Linked DNA regions of Rattus norvegicus: region 2 is linked to region 1. Evidence: chromatin contacts called from public Hi-C data. All regions are on one chromosome and are shown on one strand. Each heading gives the region's core, a stretch centred on a gene start, on an enhancer-like site or on the middle of the called end of the contact. The rest is flanking DNA. Distances are from core to core; before and after follow the strand shown.

Region 1 (5,805 bases), core at 2,064-4,563:
GTGTGAGAGAGAGAGAGAGAGAGAGAGAGAGAGAGAGAGAGAGAGAGGCAGAGAGAAAGAGACAGAGACAGAAACAGAGTCAGAGACAGGGCAAGTTTGAAAATTGAGTGCTATCTCTTTGGAGTTCATGAGAGGGCATTAGATTCCCTAAAGCTTGAGACATAGCTTCCTGAGGTTGGTGCTAGGAACCAAATTTCATCACTGATCTTAACTATGGAACCATTTCTCTAGCCCCAAATTTCTTTTATGTCCACCACATTATTTTAGATCAAAGTATGATTTATAAGATAAGCTCAGAATTGAGAGTGTTTTAATATACTGCCTCTTATTTTTTCCAACCTTGTCTTCTCAGACAAGGGAAGACAAGGGCCCCGACTTCAGTTCATTAGTTTGGAAGAGTCTCCAGAATCCAGGTTCTATCGTTTCTCATTCTGCAGAGGGGCCATGTATTTCTACCATACTTGCAAGAAAGCAGTTATCTATTCTCCAAGACATAGACTCATTTCTTTGAAGTCTGTGTGCAGATACAGTTACAGCTACTTGAAATTATAGAACATATATTCTATTCAATCAATTTTTATTTTGCTGTTTTATGTTGACAGTGTTTTGACCACATTGATATAATAGCCTTGAGCTTTATTTTCAAAGGAACTAAATACACACACACACACACACACACACACACACACACACACACACACACACACACATATACATACACACACTCCAAAAGTATACATATTTAGGGTATTTATTTGTCAAAACTGCTGTAACAAATTATATTAGAATGCACAGATAAAACAGAAAACATATTTTCTTACAGATATAGAAGCTTGAGAATCCATCCTCAAGATTCCACATAATACTGTATTACGTGAGGATGGTATTTCTGTCATTTATTGAAGTGAAAGACAGAACTTAAGGAACAAACAACATACTTCTGTTTTAGCAATGAAAATATATATATTTGAAGAATCACTTTAATTTCTTTTTTCTTGATTATAAATGTTTAGTTTCAACCAAAAATAGTGTGTTGAAAAGTTTGTCTTCTCTTTACCCTTGCATGGTTGGCAGCCTAGGCAAAGCCTCTTTTTCCTTCTGTGATATCACATTTTACAAAGGTACCACCCTATCAAATCAAGACTTTTTAGAACTTTATTAATGTAATCACTTCCTTAAAGTCCCCCATCTCAAATGCAGCCATACCAGAGGTTAGGGTTTCAAAACTTGAATTTTGAGGGAACATGAACATTTCACCCATAATAATAAACTAGTGTACCCATTGTCTGTAATAAGTCTGAAATAATTGCAAACATTCATGTTCTTAAATTACACATAAAGTAGAACTGAAGGAGGAAATCAGGTTATTACCATTATCAAAATTACTCAAGTAGAATGTGCAAGTCCCTATTCTATAAATATGTTCATTTCTTTAAGGAGTTTGTAATCAAGTATGCTACATAGAAATTTATAATGGGGGCCAAATAAGTAGTTCTAATAATATATAGAAATATATTAACGAACGATAGGTTTGGAGACAGAAAACGGGTTCACAATTGCCTTTTACCATGCACTATCTATGTGAAGATAAGGCAAGATGTTCAACTCTCTAAGTTTTTTTTCACATGCTAGAGCTCTGTGATATAACTAACAGAAACGTTAAGGAAGATAAGAGATGATTCATACACTTTGGATCTGATAACATCACAGACACAAAGATGAGTGAGGAACAACCCTTTCATGAAGTTCGTGTGACAAGTTTGAAATCCTTTGTTTCTTCCCTATTGGAAAAGACAACTTTTCTTCAGTGCATTTCTTCCCTAGAAGGGAAGACCTAATGCATACCTATTTATCATCACTCCTTGACACTGGAGTTTTATGCTGGGACCCCTCTTTTCTTTCTTGTATGAAAACAAGCATAGTTCAATCTGGAATCATAAAGAGGTAGCAAATGAGAGTTAGAAATTTTGTGCAAGTGAATTGTTCACAGGTGGCTTGAAAGCTTCATGCACTCATGCAGGGACACTGAGCGTCAAAACTGTGAAAGCTCGGGTGGAAATGACCAAGTGTGATTTGAACATGAAGGCCACTATATAGTGCGAGTTCTTATAAAAGGTCTCCAAAATAGCTCCTCATGGGCTGTCAGCAAATAGAGACTTGTCTGCCAACCATGAAGCCTTCAGTTTGCAATGAGTACCATGAGGAAAAATGGACCTCTATCGACTGCTTCACCTTCCAAGAAGGGATGATCAGGTCCCACTCCCAGATCTTATAAGAGTGGGTTGTGTTCTCAGAGTTCATGGCAACAAATAGAGACCAGGTGGAACTACATAAGAAAAACAAGAAAAATGGCTCCTCACCAGGAACAAGAAAGGAACAGGAGAAGACAGATTCAGACACCCCAGGCTCCTGAATCTCCTGTTGTGAAGTTGTGTGTGTGTGTGTGTGTGTGTGTGTGTGTGTGTGTGTATACACTATTTAATTTTGCAAAGTTTCACTTCATGCTGAATTGACAACATTCTTAGTTATAACAGTTTAAAGAATGAAAGGAAGTGGAGAAAAGATTATGGGAACTATCACTCTAATTAATGCCTAAATTCTTATCAATTAATGTATCAAAAAACAAGAAAGCATCCCAGTTCAAGAAATAGTCATAGAAAACATAAGTCGAAACAGATTTCACATGCTTCCTGAGCTGAGAAATGTTGCACTTGTTACATTACTTATGTTTTGTTTAATTATTTTTTAGATACACTAAGGTGGCAATATATTACAAATATATACTTAGTTACCAGCAAAAAATCATGAAGAAGACAGATAGAGGTAACCCTGGGTACAGGAAAGTCACTTGCCTCTGAGTGACTAGGGAATGCTTTCAAATCTCTTCAATTTCTACCTCCCAGCTCTTCACCCAAGAGTTCACAGAAGCAGAGGTATTTTTTTTTCTTCTTAATCATGTACCTTTTAAGATTCATAATTTAGGATAAGCAAAGGGCTCCACAGGAGGTGGGGATGAATTAAAAACCATAAAATTGATGCTATCACTCTGATTGACGTACCAGCGGTTCAGCATGCATTTCCTGTTTGTCAGGAATGAAAGGTGTTCACGTTCTGTAATAATACCTAATAATGTTTTGGGAAGACAAAGTTCCATCTGACTACATTTTAGCAAGATGGAATTTTTTTTCCTTCTGTCAGCACGGAAATCAGAAGCTGGAGTATAAATTACAACCCTATATAAAGGATGACCTAGATATTTAATAGCTGCAGCTATTCCAGTCCACTACTTGGACCTCCCCAGGTCTCCGATGCTATATTCCAGCAGGCTTGAAATCACCATTATAACTTCAGACTAATTCCAGCGAGTGTCCAGGGAGGGCGATGTCCAGGAATGTCATAATGAACTGCAGAGCAGGAGGATCCTGGCTCCCTATAGCTGCCTCATCACATCGGCCGACTGCCTACTTAGGGCTCTGTCTAATTCGACACTTTGCTTTTCTACAGGGTAGTAAATAGTGTCTTGTGCACAGCGATCAGGAGACCTGCATCCCCGCTGTGGCCGTGGCACTGCTTACGTAACTATGGGCAAGTCATTTGACTTACTGTGTCTCCATGTCAGCACAGACAAGCACAGGGATACTTACCTTGACTATTTAGATGATTGTTTAAAATTAAAGATAAGATATTATTTTTAAAACTGTACATATCCTGATTCCAACCATGAATTTAGATTAGTTAAATAAAAGACTTGAGAAACATTTAAAGTCATATCTTCTGGGTAAAAATTTTGGCAAAAGAATAAAGAACGATCAAAGAGGCTTTCCACCTTATGTAACATGGTAACATCAGGAAAGGGAAAACACAAGTCTATCACAGTCCTTCAGTACTTATTCTTACAGAGAAATTTTAGGCCAAGGTGTACCCATCCACTCATGGCCCTGCAATTACCATCATATTCCTGCCTGGTATCAAAGTTTAGGTGCTACTTAGTGTTAAAATTTGGAGTGGAAGTAGAGCAAGGGTAAAAACAGAAATCTATCTGAATTTTGCAGGAAGAAAACAATAGGAATGTTTGTGCTAAATGTGTTAAAGATATTCTTTTGCATTTTAATGTCTAAGACCCTGTCATATTTCAAGAAAACAAAACGAAAGACCTGTGCTATAATCACTTCTTAATAATCCAAGTGTTGGGCCCTAGAGATGGAGCCCTTCTTCATCTCTGTCCTTATGAACATGATTCTGGCTAACCTGGGAAGCCTATGGAAATGTGACCCGAAGTAGAAAAATAGGAATTTTCTGTAGGCTGGACTCTTGTAGTAACACTGCTGCAAAGGGATCAAAAAGTGTTTTGGAAAATAATGTACTGTTATAGTTTATTAAATCAGATAAAGGACTGAAGCCAAAACCGGTTTCTAACCTTCTGTTTATGATTGCACTCTGTGTGCCTTGACAATGCTAATTTCCTTGTTTGTTTGTTTTTATGCCTATCTTTGGTAAAAGAATAAAACACACAGCTTTTTTTCAAAGTTTCTACTAATAAAATCCGCTCGTTGACATACATGCTCACAGATATACCGTAAATGATGTTGGAGAATGGCAGATCCTTCCCGCTACATCTGAATGTCCTGTAAAGCAACCCCCTCAGGACGTGAGGACATTTAAATCACGCTCTGATTTCACTCTACAAACATAAAAACAAAATCAGAATGTTCAGCATATGTTGGCATAATTTTCAAGTGGCAGCCTATAGGTCACAGAGTTTCTTTAATTAAAATGATAAGCATTGGAGAGATCGCACTAGAAAAAGGTCCTTGAAGCTTATCTGCTAAAATCTACCTAAGTCATCCAGGAAAATACAATCTTGACTAGACAGGTGGTTCAAGCCTTGATGGTCCTCAATGGTAATGTACAGATTAGGGTAAGTGTTGTCTTAATCATGTGTTTTCTGTGTGCCTGAAATGGGGCTAACACCATAAGTTTAGGTATTCAGGACAATGGTTTTTATCAGAAGAATATAATTTGCGTGACTATATACCTCAAGGCAAGCCTTGTGGCACATGTAGGTGCAAATATGCATAAATCATATTTCTATACTTGCTATAAAATTAGACTGGCATTAATTAAATGGCAGGAGAAGCAATGAGAGCATTGTTTGGAGAGTAGCTTGTTCCAAGTTCTGATTATAACTTGTTTCCCAAAGAAGGAGCCGCCCACAGCTTAGAAGACAGAAGATCCTCATCACAGATTTGCTGTGAAAAGCTCTGCTCAGCTCAGTCCCTGCCAGACTTAGGGCCAAACACACCCATCCAAGATGGCTAAAGAAGATTCTCAAAGAGACAACTTTTTCTTTCTTTCTTTCTTTCTATCTTTCTTTTTTTCTTTTGCTTTAGATTTCACAAGGGTGGTGTGATCTTGCCTCTGACTGACTTAAAACCTGCCCGGAAAACTGAGAACTGCCCTCCAATAACAATTCTCCTCATGCATCTGTCCCCTCAATACCGAGCACATACTGTATGCTAGACATGAAAGGTTTCGTATGAGCCCACCCAACTTCCCAATAACACCAGGAAGCAAATGCTATAAATGCTCACATTCCTAGAAGGGGAAACAGGTTGTAAATAGATTCTAGGTACAGTTATGGAGACTGTCAAAACCGGACTTCGGTTCATCTTTCCCAGTGTGGGATCAATCTTACCTCTAAGTCTTCACTTTACAGAATGGGTCTGGGACATAGAAAATGACCAAAATGGAATCCTTAACATCAGTATAATAGCAAATATTACTGCTAATAAACCATAATTTTTA
Region 2 (5,805 bases), core at 2,115-4,614, 460 kb after region 1:
TGATATACAGGGTATAATAATTAGGTTCATTTTCAAGCATAGAACTAAATTGGGTAAATGCAAACTAGCAAACTGAGGCCTAGAAAGTATTCATCTAATTTGTAAGGCACACTTGGCGTTTTCAATGTTGGCCACCAAACCATAAGCTAAGGAAGTTAGTGCTCTGCTCCAGAGTCACATCCACAACCACAAATCCTAAGCTGGAGGGAGAGTTCTATGTGGCTCCATACCTAGAGCAAACTGCTTCCTACACAGGAAAATACTCTGCTGCTCACCAAGTAATGTTAGCTACAAGAATTACCAGTTTGGGTAAAGTGACAAAAACAAATAATGCAGGTCTGACATTGTTTAAAGGCAAATACAAAAGGCCCCTGGATTAACAACCTCATGGATTATCATTAATTTTATTTATTTATTTATTTATTTATTTATTTATTTATTTATATTTTCCTTCCATGTCAGCTACGAGGTTTATGTGAGGGCAACTGATGCTAATATTAACTTCGCTCACATATAATTAAGAAACTAAATTACAAAGGGGAAAAAAAACTTATCTTTTCAAAGGCCAGCTGTAACACATTCCAGACCCAAAGTTTCAAATCATCCTTACCTGTACTGAACATACTTTTAAGTGTTTATAGTATTGTTGATAAATATGGATTTGTTACAGTATTTATTATTAAATAATTCTTTGACACCTGAAGGGGTAAAATAAAATTTTCCTTTCGAAGGAAAATAAATAAAAACCAAAGTGTACTATGGTAAGTAGAAATATCCTCCATAATTAACGACAAGAGCATAATTTTATCCTGTATTGGCTATATCTACTCTGTCATGTGACATAGGCCATTACAGTTCATTCCATTAATTTAAAGCGCTATGACAGTAAGCTCCATTGGTCCTTCTTAATGCTTGCTCTGTGGGGATCTTTGTAAACCTCAAAAGTAATCTAAATTTATATCACCAAATCTAGATATACCTTAGCATGCGGCATGTCTAAGCCTCAGAGCTCGTATCTCTGAGGATGCCATTCTGTTTTTATTATAAACCCATGGTAGTCACATTTGCTATGTGAAAGAGAGGCGAACACAGTATAGCATAGATACTAATTTTCAAAAGTAGAACAAAACACTTACTATGTCACAAAGCTTGTGCTTTGTGACAGTTTGTCATGCTTTCCTGTAATGAAGTCGCAGTACTAATTAATAGTCTCCATGTAAGGAGCCAGAGGTTTGAAGATCCTTCCGATGTAGTTTAACTTGCCTGGAAAATCAACTTTCTGCTTTCAAGGGAAGCCTGTGGAGGGTGCTTAAATGTTAAGTCCACTGCTCCTCCAGGAGCTTCCAACTTCAAACAGCACAATGAGATGGAGGCTTTTTGAACCACGGTGCCCTTTTGCATTAGAATAGTTCTCTGCTGCTGTACTGAAGAACTTACCAGAAAAATGCAGCCAGTTATTGGGTTAAACATACACTTTTGAAAGGAGTTTATTTTTGTGTGTGAGGAAGTATCTTTAATTAGCTAGATATTTCATTAGTCTGCTATTGTCTACACTGTATCCTCTATGTTATGGTACTCTGTGAACTTTCTCTTCCTCCAGTCATAATATTAAAAAAAAATTTTTTTTATGTTTTACACGATCTACAGTACTCCTGGCCATGCAATCTTTCAATATTTTGGGGAGACATAGGGGTGATGTGTATAACTAGTTGATATATTTAATCTTTAGCTTTTTGGGTGTGGTCCCAATATCTAGTACCTTTTCCCCTAAGTATCAATTCTTTGTTAACCTATATTTTTACTATGGAAAAGTATTCTAGAGGCTCAAACCTTAACCTAAGTATCCTTATCAGTCTCTGCTCTTGCTTCCTGTGCAGCTGAAACTCTTCAGGATAAGTGAAGTCACCCGCTATCGGTCAGGGGAGCCTAATGCATTTGGGAAGTTGTTTTTGGTTTACTTGCTAATGACCTGGATAAAGTCCAGTAAGGTGTGGAGGAGACCCTGGAGGGAAGGAGGGGGTATTCTCGAGAAAGCTGTCCCCTTGGTAAATTTGTCCAGATTGACTCGAAAGTTAATGGCCCCGGGATAAAGTCGAGATTTCAAAAACTTGTAATTATTTTATTACTAACATTGGAGGTTCCTTTCGGCTCACGTTCTAACCTAGCCCTCCTGGCTCTCAAGGCCAAAAGCTTTGTACATTCTGGGCGGGCAGGAAGCGCACGCTGGGATCGAGGCTTGCAGACATCCTGGATCGTGGCTTTTACGCGTGAGTAACGGAGGCGCGCGCGGACCGGAGCAAGGATGAGGTGGCTACTGCGAATCCAAAGGAGGGGGTGGGGGGAGTCACTAGAGCAGCTCTTAGGGTCGCGCTCCTATTGGTCAGAGGGAAGATCTCGACTTCAGAAGGACTTTCCTGTTAGCTGCCTTGCAGCCTCCCGGGGGAGCGAGCGCGCAGCAGCCCAGCGTCCCCTCCGAGCGTCCTCTTTAGCAACAGGGAGAGAGGCAGGGAGCCGCCGCTCCCCGTGTTGTCTTCCCTTTCATGCAATAAAGAATTGTCATTAGGTTTGCGTATGGCATGTGCCATTACCCCACCGTAAAACTAAAATTAGCAAAATGTCAGGAATGGAAAGATTGATTCACCAAGATGCAATTATCATTTAAAAGTGCTTGATTGAGGTACTGATGTTCAGTGATTTATTCTGCATACCATATACATAATTAAAGTAGTGTAGTGGAGTAATTTATCAATCTAGTTGAGACTGGAGGGGTGAGGAGGGAGCTGCAGTATGTTTGTTTTATTAAAATGCTGCGAGGTTCTAGTCCCGCCCCCCTTTTGCAAGAGTGAAACTGATGATTTCCCCAGCTCGAGAGGAGAGTCAACGGTTTGGGCTGGTAGGGATAGAAAAACGGAAAGGAAAAGGCAGCGCCAGGAAAAGGCAAGAATAAAATGAATTGGGGGACGGGGGGAGCACTGGCGCGTACGTGCTGCTTAGAACCCCCGTGTGCTCAGTCTTGCTTGCCGCCCCCGCGTCCCCTCCCAGTATCCTTACATTCCCCCCCACCCCCCCCACCCCCCCCCCCCGCTCTTTCACAGGACGTATCTAAGGCTGGGAGCTGCTCTCCTTTTCCCATTCGTCTCCTGTCACTTCCTTCCTGGACGCAGTTTTCTGGACAAGTCTGGCTACTTTTAATCCCACCGGCCACAGAGAGCCACTTTCTCCTCCTCTTCCACCTCCTCCTTCTCTTCCTCCACCTTCCTCCTCCTCCTCTTTCTCCTCCTCTTCCAGCGGCTTCGGTGCGCGCGCGAATGCGCAATCCCGCGCGCGCCCTCCCCTTCCCCCCCCCTCGAGTGCGCACACACGCACACTTCGTCTCCAGCTCTCAGCTCACTCGCCTCGCAGTCACAGACACTTGAGCACACGCGTACACCCAGACATCTTCGGGCTGCTATTGGATTGACTTTGAAGGTTCTGTGTGGGTCGCCGTGCCTGCAGCTTTGAATCAGGTGGAGAAGTACTTCAAGGCTGGACGAAGTAAAGATTATTGTTATTTTTTTTTCTTTCTCTTCCTCTCTTTTAAGAAAGGAAAATATTCCAAGGACTAATCTGGTCGGGTCTTCCTTCATGTAAGTACCTCTGACATTTCACCAAAAGAATAGAAATAGTCTGTGTATTGTCTCTGAAATCTGCACGGATCTCTTCCAGACACCGGGTCTATCCAACTCCTTTCTGGAAGGCTTAAGTTAAGGCTTGTTGTGCATTCTTTTCTTTAGATTCTACGATTTCCTTGTGTGTGGCTGAAAGTAACTTTTTAGATGGTAGCATCGGTTTGCCATCTGCTATTGAAATCACATCTGACTGTTCCTGTCACATCAGTTTGTTTAAAGTTTCAAGAAGTTAGTTCACGTCATTAGCGTGTTCAGTAGGGTGGAGAATGTGGATCTTGGTGGATTTTACTATTTCACAGACTGTTCTGTGACCTTGAAGTAGCTGTCTTAAAATTTAGCTGTTAGTTCACTATGGAAAGATGTTCCTATGAGTTGCCCCCAAAGACTGATTTGCCCTGGGTTTAGATTCTGAACCACTAGTCCTTGGAATGACTTTAAGCTACAGCAGGGCTGCCTGCCAGAGTCCACCTTTTGTGCATCCTCTTCTTTCACCAAAGTGCATGCTTGTGAGAGTTTAATTGGTGGGGACCAGAAGCAGTTGCCCTGGCCATGGGAGCCCGTGCACTGCACAGTTCATGTTTGTATTCCAGCATGTGCATTGTTGTTTAGATCAAGGGAAATATTAAGCCACTTAAAAACAAACAAGGCTAAGTCACTTAGCCCGCCTTCTGTTTGGACTTTGGATGAAAGTTACGAAACTAAGTGACAAAGTTGGCCATAAAGAAAGTCTATAGAGATGGGACACATTTCTTATTGTATTATTGCGTATTATGCAAGTGCTTGAGTGCAACGCTAATGTGATTTCCTTTCCAGAACAAGGCTACCAATTCTTAAGGAAAATGTTCTATCTGAGCCATTTTGAACTGTTCTAGATGCTATAGTTATGAACCTTTTCCCTCACATTTTTGAAATGGATGTCTTCTGTATGAAATACTTGGTATGTAAATGCTGACAGTGTATGTAGAATCAGGCTCTTTGCCAATTCTTTAACTGGTCCTCGGAGGAGAATTGCTTTGACACAAAGTGCATTTTACTATTGTTAATGTGATAGTAACTCTAACGGTAACTGCCTTATGAAATCTGTAGTGACTGTATGTGTTCTCTAAGTGCTGTAAAGAAAACTCTAGTTGCCTTTCCACGCCTTTCCAGAAGAGTGACCCAGCTCCCTTCCACTGGCACCTTGCAATGGAATTGTGTTGCAGAGTAAAAATGTTTGTGTGGTGCATAATAATCCCCCTCCCCTAGAGACTTACTAGGTAGGACATCAAATGTGACCACCTGTGAGCCGCACTTAACCTTGCAGCCATACCGACTTTAGCTTTAAGTGGATCAGCAATTTTCAATCTATAGCTAAAAAATCTCATTTAATTTTAAAAATAACGTCAGTTTGCCCAGTCTTAAAAGTAATTCAGTATTTATGAGGATGGCACAAATGATATGTTTGTGTAGCTGTTGATTCAGTTACAAAAATGCAGGCAGTAAACCACATTGTCATCTACTACAAGCATAATATTAATTACTGAGTTTGAAAGTAGTCCTAAAGCAAGTGCGTGGTCGGTAAGATGAGTTGTCCCTATGTCCCATCTCAAATGGGGAAAAAAAATTCCTTCAATCTATGAGTTTTTCTACTATTTGAAGGATTTAATCCTGTATCAAATTCCAATCTTTATTCTGAAAGTATTCACTGAAGCATATTCAATATAATAATTTTTGTTTAAAATGTGGTACCCTAGGCAAGTTAAAGGGCCAATCGCTGGCAGTTATCTCTTTCCTTCGAGTCATGCTGAACTCCGTTCTCTTTAAAATGCTGTTCCTATGACTATGGTTCCCACAGTTTGGGGATATGCTGTATAGCTCTCACTCCTCATCAGAAGCAGTATTCTACCTCATTCATCCCGTACGCTCTTGGCATCTTAGTTGCTGTGCATGAGAATGCATTGAAGGGTAATGTTAAGGTGTGCTATTAATTTAATATAATGCTTTTGATATTGGTGGAAGTTAGCAAATGACCTTGTCATTCTAAGTAACTTTCCACCTTTTCAAAGCTAGTCATATTTTTAAAGCATGTATGAAATCATGGGCATTAACTTTCCCCGGGCAGAGATACAAATTACTACAGGAAACTTCAATAACAAAG

What was found. Hi-C and Micro-C count contacts between places; a contact is called where the count stands out from the background.
Region 2: a contact with region 1 is called in a Hi-C map of frontal cortex, with 1.8 times the contacts expected there. The contact joins the promoter of Mef2c here to the enhancer-like site in region 1.

What each region holds. Positions count from the first base shown.
Region 1 is chr2:15,265,783-15,271,587 of GRCr8, forward strand. No RefSeq gene overlaps it. Among named protein-coding and RNA genes, the nearest start is that of Mef2c, 460 kb to the right of the region's middle. Within about 2 kb of position 3,314, at least 9 of the 93 cell types and tissues checked have an H3K27ac peak or open chromatin away from gene starts, as enhancers often do.
Region 2 is chr2:15,725,651-15,731,455 of GRCr8, forward strand. Mef2c (myocyte enhancer factor 2C) reads left to right here and starts at 3,365. Exons shown (of 11, transcript NM_001399397.1): 1 at 3,365-3,626.